Linked DNA regions of Gossypium hirsutum: region 1 is linked to region 2. A link is a contact called in public Hi-C data. All regions are on one chromosome and are shown on one strand. Each heading gives the region's core, a stretch centred on a gene start, on an enhancer-like site or on the middle of the called end of the contact. The rest is flanking DNA. Distances are from core to core; before and after follow the strand shown.

Region 1 (6,137 bases), core at 1,911-4,410, 280 kb after region 2:
TTGTAATAGTACATAGACTAAATATATTTGTCTAATAGTAGAAAGACTAATTTGATCAGATTCCTATAATAAAGGGACCTCTTAAGTACATTCACCTATTTATAAGTTAAGCAGATACAAAAATTATCGAAATAGTAACTTAATCTAACGATAAGAAAATTATATTTGAATTTCGTAACATACAAGTTAATTTTTAACATAAATGCTCGCACTGTGCTAGTGTCAGGGGTCGCAAATCTAAGCCCGTGACAAATACGCACAGAATGTCCCATGAAGGTCAATTGATTAAATGGGGCTTATTGGACTCACTTGTACTGGCCCGATTCGTGTAACAAATGGAGAAACCCATCTACTTGAAGCATTGGTGGCCTAATGAAATACTCTAGTAAAACTAGAGTTACCAATGTAATTATTGTAAATCCTAAAGGATAAGAATGTATAGAGTTTAAATACCTAAGGACTCTCATATTGTAAATAGGCATTGATCGCACCCTGACGTGTGTGCGCCGAGACTATGAATCAACACAAATACAATCAATAATCTAGTAGTGTACTACAAGTGTGACAAGTCAGTTTTAATATTTATAGTGTTACAATGGAACATCTCGAGTATTCCAATGATTGATCCTAAGAGAGTTCGGGGACAAAGTGATTAATGTGGAGCAAGCATGCAAGTAGGAAGTCTACATAATTACTCACTAAGTATTATATTACGACAAATTATAATCAATGGGTAATTACACTAATTAACTATCTAACGCTAAGGACTAAATTGTAAAATAGTGAAAAATACACAATAACAATTCAATGAACACAAGTGGTTGGTTGACTTCCATGTTGTTGATTAGTGTTTGGATTAGGGAACTAAAAATTTTAAACTTCTAATTGGTTCAATTTTACCTCTCGGTCACCATTTTATCATATTAGAAGATTTGGTCTGGTTTATCTCTCGACCTCACCGAACTAACTTCGAACTACCTAATTGGTTCTCAATAAGCTCTCCTCTTGGTATCATCTACCTAAATATTCACCTAGAGTCGTCAATTCTAAGTTTTGAATTTTATTTGATTTAGTCCAATTTTTCATCCTAACTCGATTTGAAGTTTTTTCGAATTGAGTCGAGTGAAATGAAATTCAAGTCGAGTCAAATCAAGTAAAATTTCTATAATTAAATTTAAAAAAATTAAACATGTCAAATTAAAATCCTGTTAATGTATAACTACATCCATGAGCATATAAATTTGAAACCACATATATTTGAAAAAGTTTTCAAAGCAAAATAAGAAAATATGATAAACTTGAATCATTAATTAACTTATTTTGGTCCCCAAAATTATTATTTTAAAATTTTAACTTTCTTTATATATTCTTTAGATTTTTTAAAAAAAAAATTTAAAATTTTTTAAAAATATAAATTTTGAAATTTTTATAAATATTTTAAAATTATTTTGATTTTTTTGTTGAGAGAAAGACTAAATTGCTCATTTTCAAAATTGATAGAACCAAAGGACTATTTACACCAATCTGTTATTCGAATTATTCGAGTTATTTAAATTGTAAATTCAATTCGACTCAAAATTAAAATTAAAATTACTTATTCAAGTTGACTCAAAAAAATCAAAAAAATCAATCTAATTAACTCGACATTTGATTTTTTTTCTAATTTTTTTGAATTAAATTGAGTTTTATTCACCCCTAATCTTAATTATGCATCCATTTGGGTTTTGGAGGCTCCTCAAACAAGGACCTTGGATTGACTAAATCTTGTCTATTCATATTATTAATATTATCTGGAACACATACCCGATTAGGGATTGCCACTTCAACGTACAAACCTTTGGTCAACATCGATCAACACCAATCAAAGTCACATGGTATATTTTTATAATTTTTTATTACATTTTTATTATTTAATTTATTTTTATAATTTTTATTTATTTTTTAGAATCTATTTTTATTTTTATTACATATGGATGCCACATGGCACTTTCTTATTGGATTGAAGTGCCACGTGGCACATTCTAATTGAGTTGTGTCACGCGACACTTTGTAAAATTTTTTTAAATAATTAGAACCAAATTGATAGAATGTGTAAACATTTGGGGTTAAATTTGTTGATTTTTTTTAATAATTAGGACCAAAATTAATAGAATGTGTAAAATGTTAAGAACTAAATTTATTATCATACCAATCAAAAGTTTGTCATTCATCATTCAGTCTAGTAACTAGCGCATTTTAACAGTAGAGTGACTAAAATAGGAAATTAACTTAATGAGAGTGACTAAATTAACAAAAAAAATTGAGTGACTGAAATAAGAACACGCTAAAACTTGGGTGACTATATGAGAATTTACCCAAAAAATTATCATGGCAGCTAAAGATGAGCGTTCATTCGGATCAAGTGAAAATTTTAAGTTAATCGAGTTATCAAGTTGACGAGTCTCATTTTATCATCTTAACTCGATTTGAATTTTTTCCTAATCGAGTCGAGTAAAATGAAATTCGAGTCAAGTCAAATCGAATTGAGTGAAATTGTTCAAGTTAAATTAAAAAAAATTAAACATGTCAAATTAAAATCTTGTTACAATATAACTAATTCCATGTTAGAGCATATAAATTTGAAATTATATATATTTGAAAACCCTTTCAATGCAATAAGTGAAAAAAAATATTTTAATATGATAAATTTAAATTATCAATTTACTTATTTAGGTCCCAGAATTATTATCTTAGAAATGTTTTTAAAATTTTTAATTTTTTATATACTTTAGAATTTTTAATATTTTTAATATTTATAATTTTTTAAAAATATAAATTTTAGAATTTGTATAATTTTTTTGAATTTTAAAAATTATTTTAATTTTTATTGAGAGAGAGATAAATTTTCTTATTTTCAAAATTAGAAGGAACCAGCAAGACTTTTATATTAATGTGTTATTTGAATTATTCAAATTATTGAGTTATTTAAATTTTAAAATTTAACACGACTCAAACTTGAAATTTAAACAACTTTTTGAAGTTAATTAAAAACTGAATAATTCCATTTGATTAAGTAAAAATTAAAAAAAATCATTTTTTTTGGGGAATGGTTTCGCCTGGGAGCTGACTGGAAATGAAGTGTTAATGAGGGGTTTTTTTCGGCCCAAATTTAATTGGAGGCTTTGAAGTGACCCAAAAACCCTCAAACAAGAACCGCCCCAAGTCAAAACCCGAAACCCCTTCTCACTGAAAGGGTATCAAACGGAGAAGATATTGAACCGGAACCGGCTTTTCTTTCCCACCTTCTCTTCCTCTCTCCGGCGATCCTGGCTGCCGCCTCTCCGAATCCAGACATGGAAGAGAGCGAAGGTAGGTTATCGAAGCCAGTAGCGGTGATTGCTTGCATCGCTATGACACTGTTTTATGTTGCGATTCTTTATGCTCCTACTCTGATCCTCCGCCTCCCGCCTCCCCAATCCTACGAGAATTTCATGATCCGACGGTTCATTTGCGCCGCCGTTTGCTCCGTCGCGTCCGTTATTTTCTGCGCTCTCGTCCTTCCGGTATACCTCTTTCCTTTGTCTCTCATTTTTATTTCACTCATTTATTATTATATAATTATGAACGAAGTTGAGATTTCTGTCATTCTGTGAAGTAAGTGGAAACTTTATTCGTTGAGCTAAAAAGTGAACTCATATATAATTAGAGATGAGCGAACGATTGAATTGTTAACATGCATTGAACTAAAGCCATTTAACATTTTCATGTGAAAGTAAAATCATCCATTTTGCGTTTTACAAAAGTGTTATTATTTTTTTTTATATCCAAAACACGTTTGTTCCTTTTTTTATTATTCTAACAATGTTCGATTATGCGTAGATAACAAGTGGGGAGGCATCTTACTCGTTTGGGGTTTATGGCATTCGATCGGACCATTTTGTAAGAATCATACTTATGGAGTATATTTCCTACATTGTTGTTATGGATTTATTATTTATGTTTATGATATGCTGGTTCAAAATCAGTTCTTGAAATGCAATTTTATGTGTGAAACAGTGGCAAGCAATGGTCTTTCCTCTTTTCTTGACTTCTCTTATGTATGCTGGATCTTTGATGCTCAAGTCCATGTTATTGGTAAATAAGTGGAAGGAGCATAGACATCAAGAGGGAGAACCACTGTTAGGTTGTATAAAAAGTACCCTTCTTAGCCTCCCGGGCCAGATGTCTTCAGTAGCTTCCAATGTTTTATTCTGGAGGAATTTTATTGTGGTTAGTATGCTTACCACTTAAATTTCTTCATCTTTTGGGTGAATGCAAATAATTGTAAGGTCTGTAAGTAGGGTGTGTTTGCAATATTTTATTGTTGAAAAGGTTGCATTGTGCTTGCTTATTCTAGAAAGTAGTCTTCCAAATGGATTGAATATTGTGTTACATGTCCTGCTTATTGTTCAATGTTTAACAATCCTTCTTAGGAGAATAGCAATAATTGAAAATTAGAAGGAAGTTTTCGAAATTGTTCCCTGTTTCTTCAGTCTTCTGTCCTTAATAGTACTTTAATGAACAGGCACCAGTAACGGAGGAGTTGGTGTTTAGAGCATGTATGATTCCATTACTTCTTTGTGGGGGATTTAAAGCATACAATGCCATTTTTCTCTGCCCTACTTTCTTCAGTTTAGGTGAGTCCTTTTTTTGTTAAACACAGTTTGATCATTCATGAGAGGATTTATTATCTTTTTCCTTTGGGTGTTAAGTATTTGTAATAGCTTAGACATGCTTTCATTGCCTATATACTGGTATGTATCGGTGCAACAATCTGTTTTTTTAACTTTTACCACAGTATAAAGAAGTTAAAAAGGATAAGGTTGGCACGAAATGATCCATTTTTAAAATGTTATTATCCAACTTTGCATGTTCTTGTTCATATTTGCAGATGTTGCTCAATTATATGTGCTTGTGCATTTATTGCATTTGTTAACCATAATGCTTTCTATTTCTGCCACATTGCATATTGAGTTGAATGGCATATAAACTGTTTCAACTCTGTTTTGTCAATGTCTTGCAGCACATTTGAACCATATGATGGAGATCTACAGCCGACATAACTATAGCTTGCTTAAAGCCTCCTTGGTTGTAGGTACAAACTAGATTTTCCTGCTTGAATGTGATGGTTGGAATGTTATTTTAAGAGGAAAGACAATATATATTTATATAATATAAGTGTAGAGTGGGTTGATTGCTTTTGTCTTTTAGGTAGAAACTTTGGTTGGCTTTGAAGCTTTTGACACCTTGTTTTAGGAACAAGAATGTTGTTTTATGTCTTTTAGATGCTAATACATTGTTGCTTCTTGTGATGTGTTTCTTAGGTCTCCAGCTTGGCTACACTGTGGTCTTCGGTTCATACGCTTCATTTCTCTTCATTCGAACGGGTTGGTGGTTATTTTGCTGATAAATGTTATTGCCTTTTTTTTGATCTTTTTCCTAAGTACATATTGGTCCCACTCCATTTCTGGTTTCCTTTTGTGTTGGAAAGAGATTTCTTTTTCGTTTACTCATTTCAGCTTTCTGTAAATTAGGAATAGATAAAAAATGGTGAAATATGGATGCAGTTGCTGTAGTATTGACCCTAGGTAGAAAATAACCTGGAAGCAGATAAAAGGGGAATTTGATTGTTATTGTTCTTATTATTGTGATATTTTGTTATACAGATCTAGAACAATACAGGTGTTTTTGCTATGGGTTAGTTTATTGTCTCATTACACTTTATCATTCTGCCTCATTGATTCTACGTGTATTAATTCTTTGCAGGAAACATTGTCGCTCCTTTAGTTGCCCATGCATTTTGCAATTATATGGGATTGCCGGTGCTGTTTGAACATGGGAAAGGTACGGATTAGAGTTTCTATTACTTGAGTCCCTTTATAATTTTGCTCTCTGAGTGTACTAGGATGTATGCCTGGAGAAATTGATTACCTTTTTGGTCCGTTATATTGATAGGGCTAGTTAGCATCGCATTCGTAGCTGGAATGGTATCATTTGTGTGGCTTTTGTTTCCTATAACACAACCCGACCTCTACAATGAGAATACCAATAATTGCAGATGTTGGCAAGGATATTGTTCATGGAATCAATAGGAATGACAGTCCAAAGGGGAAGGACCT
Region 2 (6,726 bases), core at 2,550-5,049:
ACGTATATGGTGATGATTAGTGATGTGGAGCCCTCAACTATTCATGAGGAAATGATGATTCCTTCTTGGAAGCAAGCTGTTAATGATGAACTTCAAGCCTTAATTCAGAATCATACGTGGGATTTAGTTCTAGTACCGACAAATCGATTTTTAGTCGGATGCAAATGGTTGTTCAAGATCAAGAAGAATTCTGATGGATGTGTAGCACGCAATAAGGTTCGCTTGGTTGCTCAAGGATTCTCTCAAGCAGCTAGACTGGATTATCATACAACTTTCAGTCCAGTTGTTAAAGCCAATATTGTGCGCCAGATTCTTACCTTAGTTGTATCATGAAAGTGGAAGCTTCAACAGGTTGACATGAACAATGCATTTTTAAATGGAGACCTAGCTTAGGATATTTACATGAAGCAGCCTCTTGGGTTTGAAGTGGTTGATGATCATGGACAGCCCTTGGAATGTAGGTTGAATAAGGCCATATATGGTTTTAAACAAGCCCCAAGGGATTGGTTTGAAAAGTTGAGGAATGTTTTAGTACAACAACTAAATTTTAAGCCTTCAAGAGCTGATTCTTCATTGTTTTACCAACACACAAATGCTGGAAGTTTTCATTTCCTTGTCTATGTTGATGATATTATTGTTACAGGTGGTGATTGTGTTAAATTAGATGATGTTATTTCTTGTCTTGATCGTCAGTTTTCTCTTAAAGATTTAAGGGAGCTGAGTTTCTTTCTTGGGCCTAAGGTGTTGAGACATCAGGATAGAATGCATGTGTCTCAACAAAACTACACTCGTGAGTTGCTCGAATGTGCTAACATGATAAATGCCAAGCCAATGAACACTCCTATGGTAAGTTCATCGACACTTACATCCTTGGTTGGGTCACCTCTGTCAGATGGTACTCTTTATCGACAAGTTGTAGGCAGTCTTCAGTATTTGTGTTTAACATATCCTGATTTGTCCTTTACTATCAATAAAGTGAATCAATATATGCATAAACCTCATGATGTGCATTAGACAGCTGTGAAACGTATCTTGCGGTATGTTAAGGTCACAATTGATTATGGGTCGTTGTTTCAAGCATCAAGTATGGGTTTAACTGGTTTTAGTGATGTTGACTGGGCAAGTTCGATTGAGGATCGCAAGTCCACTTCTGGGTTTTGTATATATCTTGGTGATAATCTTGTGGGTTGGATGTCCAAGAAATAGCGTGTTGTATCCCAGTCTACTATAGAAGCTGGATATCGAAGTTTAGCTAATGCGACATCTGAATTGACGTGGTTTCATTCTCTGTTGACCGAGATAGGCTTAAAACTTAGTGGTACACCAGTTATTTGGTGTGATAATTCTAGTGCAGTCTCCTTAGCTGCTAATTCTGTGCTACATGCTAGAGTGAAACATGTGGAGTTGGACATTCATTTTGTTTGTGAAATGGTTTTGAGTGATTAGCTTTGCATGAATTTTGTTTCTAGGTGTGATCAGGTGGCTGATGTGTTGACCAAACCATTGACGTTTGGAGCTTTTTCCCGATGTCGAGATCAAATGAATGTTGTTGTTGTCAGTAGTTTGTGTCCAGATACTGGAGGGGGAATGTTAGACTAACTGTATTAGTTAGGGTCTGTTAGACTCTATTAAAGTATTGTTTGTAAATCAGTTGAGAGTTCTAATGTTATATAATGTATGACTGCTATAGTGTATAGTTAACTTTGATGAATAGATTCATTCTTTCATGAGTTTGTAATACATGCCACAAAAGCTATAATGTTCTGTCAGTTTTTCCTTAAGTTACAATTGATGTTTGTTAGCAATTATAACTCCCACTAACAAGATGATTGTTTTAAGTTTCGGCAAAATTGAACGAATGATGTGCATATCAAAAGTTTTTGCCAGGATACCTTTATACTTTTTAGGTTATGAAGATGGCTACGTTGCAGATTGGTTTAATTTGTGGTTCTAGTAGTGATGAATGGAGCTTCATATAAATTGCTATTGATGAAGGCGGCTCATGCCAAGGTCGTAAATTCAGTACAATGATGCTCTGGGGTAAGATTCCCTCTCATGGAAATTAACAAGGATTATATTCTTTATTGTAGGTAATGCGTGAGGGTTTGATTTTTTATTTTTATTTTTTAAAATTCAGTACATGTGCATAAAAGTAGAAATGAATATAAATCACAAGTATAGATAATTTCTTTATGCATGGTTGAATACTTTAGTGTGGTGGTTGGCTCAGTTAGTGGGCACTTTTTTGTCATCTTATGAAATGTTCTAATAATTGCCTTTGAATGATAGCAAAACCATCCAGAAAATAATCAAAATAAAATGCAACTTGTTAGTAAATGTCCATTTCTTTAGCTTTACTAGTCTGACTGTTAGACGGTATTTTCCATCACTTAGGCCAAGCATGTTGAACCAGCAGCCCACCTACAATATTGTTTTGTTAGAATTTTCCTATTTCGAACTCCCTTGGCCTTTTGCTAAGGTTATTCATCCATAAAACCCTCTTAGATTCCAACCTTCGATCGAAGCATTGATAGTAAAAAAGGATTTTCCTATTTCACCGTTTCTTTTTCCTTTTATTTACGGCATCACCTTGTCGATTACACCAGCGAGCTGATTCAAGGTAGACACTGACTGCTTTGGCCGATACGGGACATGAATTTTAGTAACAAATTGGCCAATGCAGAAAAAGAAAAGAAAAGAAAAGCACGAGCAACTGCTGTATAGAAAAAAGTAGTATAGTTCTTAATTTGTCATCTTCAGAAAATCCCCCAATGATTTGCACCACTGAACCAGGTCAGCCGTGTTGGAGGGTTGGGCTAAGTTTCTCCCCCACAATGTGCTCTTGGTGATAACCATGATTTTGACTAACCTCACATACTGCATCTTCTATCCTGAATGAGCTGGTAAAGATTAGATTATAAAATCGAAATCATATCTTTAATTAGTCGGTGAAGTGACATCCATTAGATTCCATAGTTTATTATTCTTTTTCCTGTTTGTATGTCATAACATAACTAAATCAAATTTCATTTATCATAAAAAAATATAAAATATAAAAGTAGCAACATAATAACTCTGGCAAATCTCATACGTAAAGCAGAAAATGAAATCAAACCATCCATTATTAAAATGTATCCTTTTTTTTTATCTCAATCTTGATTAACTAAAACACACGAAAGGAAATAATACTATATAATAATAATAATAATTTTAACACCTGTTTTCTATTCTAAATCCGCCAGAATTGGCTCTTCTTCCTTCCTCAACCAAAGCAGCACGAGCTGACATGATCCCATGAGGCACCAAAGAATCATTAAATGCAGAACAATCAATCCAATCCTTCAAAAGCTCTTCTTGACCCCATATGTCAGGAATCCAAACATTGCCCGCCACTTCAATCCTATGCCTCTTCAGTTTCTCCCGTCCATTGTCTTCTTCAGATTCATCCGCCCTCATTGCTTCTTCTTCTTTAACCTCATGATCCGCTCCTACTTCCGGAGCCGGTGAAGACCCACGACACTTCACATGACATGTTTCCATCCCAGAGCTTGTTCCATCGCGGTCGGGCTGCTGAGTTTCGTTGGGTTGTTCTGGCGGCTGGTGGGGTGTCGTGTTTTTCATGTCTTGAGGATGTAGTACGTTCATAAAATGGAAGGGAAAGGGTTTAGGCGGATGGGTGAGGGTTGAAAGAGAAGATAGAAAGATTAGATTTTAGAGAGGGGGGAAGGGGGGTTTAGTTGATATGTGGGAATAAAAGCAAAGAGAGAATGGGTGGGGAGTTGGTTTACACGTCATCTCTCTGTCAAAGACTTTACATGTGTTGTCTTGTTTTTGTATGGCAACTAAGAATCTTACGTGTCTTCTTCCGAAGGTAGGTTAAATTTAAGTAGTACTGCATTTTGTGTGGTTTACTTCCATGTTCCTTCATCTTCCAGAACTCGCTCTGGAGTATTTAGAATCTTGGTTACTCACACTTGTTTTATTGGTCAAATTTTGTTATTAGGGCTTAAACTTAGTATAAGCAGTAGATTTAGCATTTGTGCTTTAATTTTGTTATTTTTAATTCTTGTACTTTTAGAAATTTGAATATTTTAGTTCTATTATTTTCATAATTTGATACATCAAACATATTATCGTATGGCTAATGTTATGACAATTTGTTATTTTTATATATTATTTATAAAAAGAATTGGTTAATAGATTTAACAATTGTCGTTTGCATTCAGACTGATATATCGAAATTAAAAAAATATAACTACTACAAATGATCTAGTTGAAGAACATAGACTAAATCTATAACTTTAGGCATAATATAGGACTAGTAGCATAAGTTAACCAAACAAATTTAACTGCTACAAATTGGTCAGGACTAAAATTTTAAATTTCAAAAAGTATACGGACACAACTTACACAAAATAAATGACCTAATAACATAATTTGACTTATTTTATTTTAAAATTTTTATAAGTTTAGAATTTAAATATTAATTTTATATATTTAGGATACAATTTTCATTTTAAAGACAACTTTAAAAACTAAACTTAGTTCTTTTAATTTATTATTTAATAATTTTAAAAATCAAATTTTAGTATGGAAAAAGAGGAAAGTGAAATCTCGGCATATGATTCCCTCGATGGATTTTTTCGGGAGGGATTGTGAGGTTCATGTTGAGTTCTATTTTTATTTATTTTTGGATAGACATAGGAATAAATAAATAAAAGAAAACCATGATTTCTTTGAATAATATATTAGCCAATCGGGTAGTTGGTTTTGAATAATATATTAGCCAATCGGGTAGTTGGTTTTCATTTGAGGAAACAGAATAAAATAAATTCACAAAAAAATATTCTTTGAATGAGATATAGACAAATGTTTAGAGATATTTTTTCTTTGTTCTTGATGTACACTAACAACTATTCTCTCCCCTCTCCTTCTGTTTGTGTTCATTTGTTGGTGTATTGCGAAATTAACTAAAAATTTAACTAAGATAAGTGTATTTATCAACTAATAGTATAACTAGGTGAATAAAGATATCGTCCTCACAAAAACTAAAAATACTAGTAATAACTATCTTTCTATTATTTAACTGAATAATTCGAGTGATTGGTTAAAATGAAAATTAACTAAATTAATTAACTAAGGAACACGATAAAAAATAAATCAGGAAAATAATTGATTAATAATCAATAAGCAAAACAATACCCAGGAAAGAATCCGCCTAGATTTCCTCTGTCACTATCAATCTAAATTACGCAATTTCTTTACTTAGTATATTGATCCGTAGAAATTCTCTAAATTATGCTAATATCTCTTTCGAGTATAAGAGCAATTGACTATGTTGATTTGTAACACCCTTAACCCATATTCGTCGTCGGAACAAGGTTACGGAGCATTACCAGAGTTTACACATTAAATATAATCAAATTGTATCATTTATTATTCATATTCGAAATCTAACCTATTCAATCATAATGTCCCTTATATGGACCCTCGAGACCCAATTTATGCATTAGAAACAAGTCGAGATTAAATCAAGAACTCGGGGAATTTTTCGCGAAATTTTAAAATTATTTCTTAGGTGTAGGGGACACATGCCCGTGTGGCTAGACCGTGTGGCTCACATGGCCAAGTGACACGCTCGTGTCCCAGGCTGTGTGGGCATTCGATGTGAGGCACACGACCATGTCCCAACCCGTGTCCATACTCGTGTAACTCTCTGACTTGGGTCACACAGCCAGCTACACGCCCGTGTGCTAAGCCATGTGGACAATTTAATTTTCGAAAATTAGGTGCAGGGGATATATGGCCAAACCACATGCCCATGCGCATGGCCATGTGTCATACACAGCTGAGACACATGCCTGTGTCTCTGCCCGTGTGGATGAAAAATAGGCCATTTTTAGGCCACTTTTCTCACCGAATTTTCCATTCACCTACAACATCATCCAAACACATTCACAAGCCAATTCATAACCCTCAAATCAATGCCAATACCAAGTTTTATGCATGACATATTATCTTATATGTGCAAGTGTTTAAACTTACCAAAAACACATTTATGCTTATAAGCTTACTTTATCAATTATGCTAATTCAAAACCATTCATCAATAGGTTAGTATCCTTCCCATCATCTCACCACTTTATCACACATCAAACCTGATAAGGCTTTATATAATTACATCAATATATGCCTTACACTAGCCATTCCAATGGCTAGTTACAACCAAAATATTTCATCATTATACCTAACTTAGCTTATACATGCCATTATACCAAAAGTTAGCTTGCTTTATATACCGAGAAGTCCGAGGGATAGTGTGATGTGTCTCCGACCAAGTTCCAACCTTCACGAGCTTCCGAGTACTATAAAACAGAGAAATTAAAACAAAGTAAGCATTTAATGCTTAGTAAGTTCGTATAATTGGAAATTTAACTTACCATTCATTTCCATTAAAGTAAACATACAAAATGCATCCAAGAATTTTACTAATGGCCTAAACAACCAATTTCATCAAACATGTTAGTCATTGTAATTCACACAATTGTCAAGAAACATGAATGAGCTCATCATATAATAAGTTTTATATTCATATATTTTTCTTATCATATTTCCATACAACATGTACATTTTCATAACAAATCATCTCAAGTTCAGTTTGGCACATGTCGAAACTTTTCCCATTGAATTTATTTGAAATATTTATGGACACACATGTAGTACACTT

The links. Hi-C and Micro-C count contacts between places; a contact is called where the count stands out from the background.
Region 1: a Hi-C map of leaf shows a contact between it and region 2, with 2.1 times the contacts expected there. The contact joins the promoter of LOC107899223 here to the promoter of LOC107899228 in region 2. A contact is called at or near these places in 3 of 34 Hi-C or Micro-C datasets (callus and leaf).

The regions. Positions count from the first base shown.
Region 1 is chrD04:36,408,600-36,414,736 of Gossypium_hirsutum_v2.1, forward strand. LOC107899223 (CAAX prenyl protease 2) reads left to right here and starts at 3,161. Exons shown (of 8, transcript XM_041091343.1): 1 at 3,161-3,542; 2 at 3,859-3,918; 3 at 4,036-4,248; 4 at 4,544-4,655; 5 at 5,042-5,113; 6 at 5,343-5,405; 7 at 5,785-5,862. The coding sequence starts at 3,333.
Region 2 is chrD04:36,125,585-36,132,310 of Gossypium_hirsutum_v2.1, forward strand. It overlaps LOC107899228 (protein BIC1), which reads right to left and starts at 3,800. Exons shown (of 1, transcript XM_016824880.2): 1 at 3,093-3,800. The coding sequence starts at 3,645. The coding sequence ends at 3,211.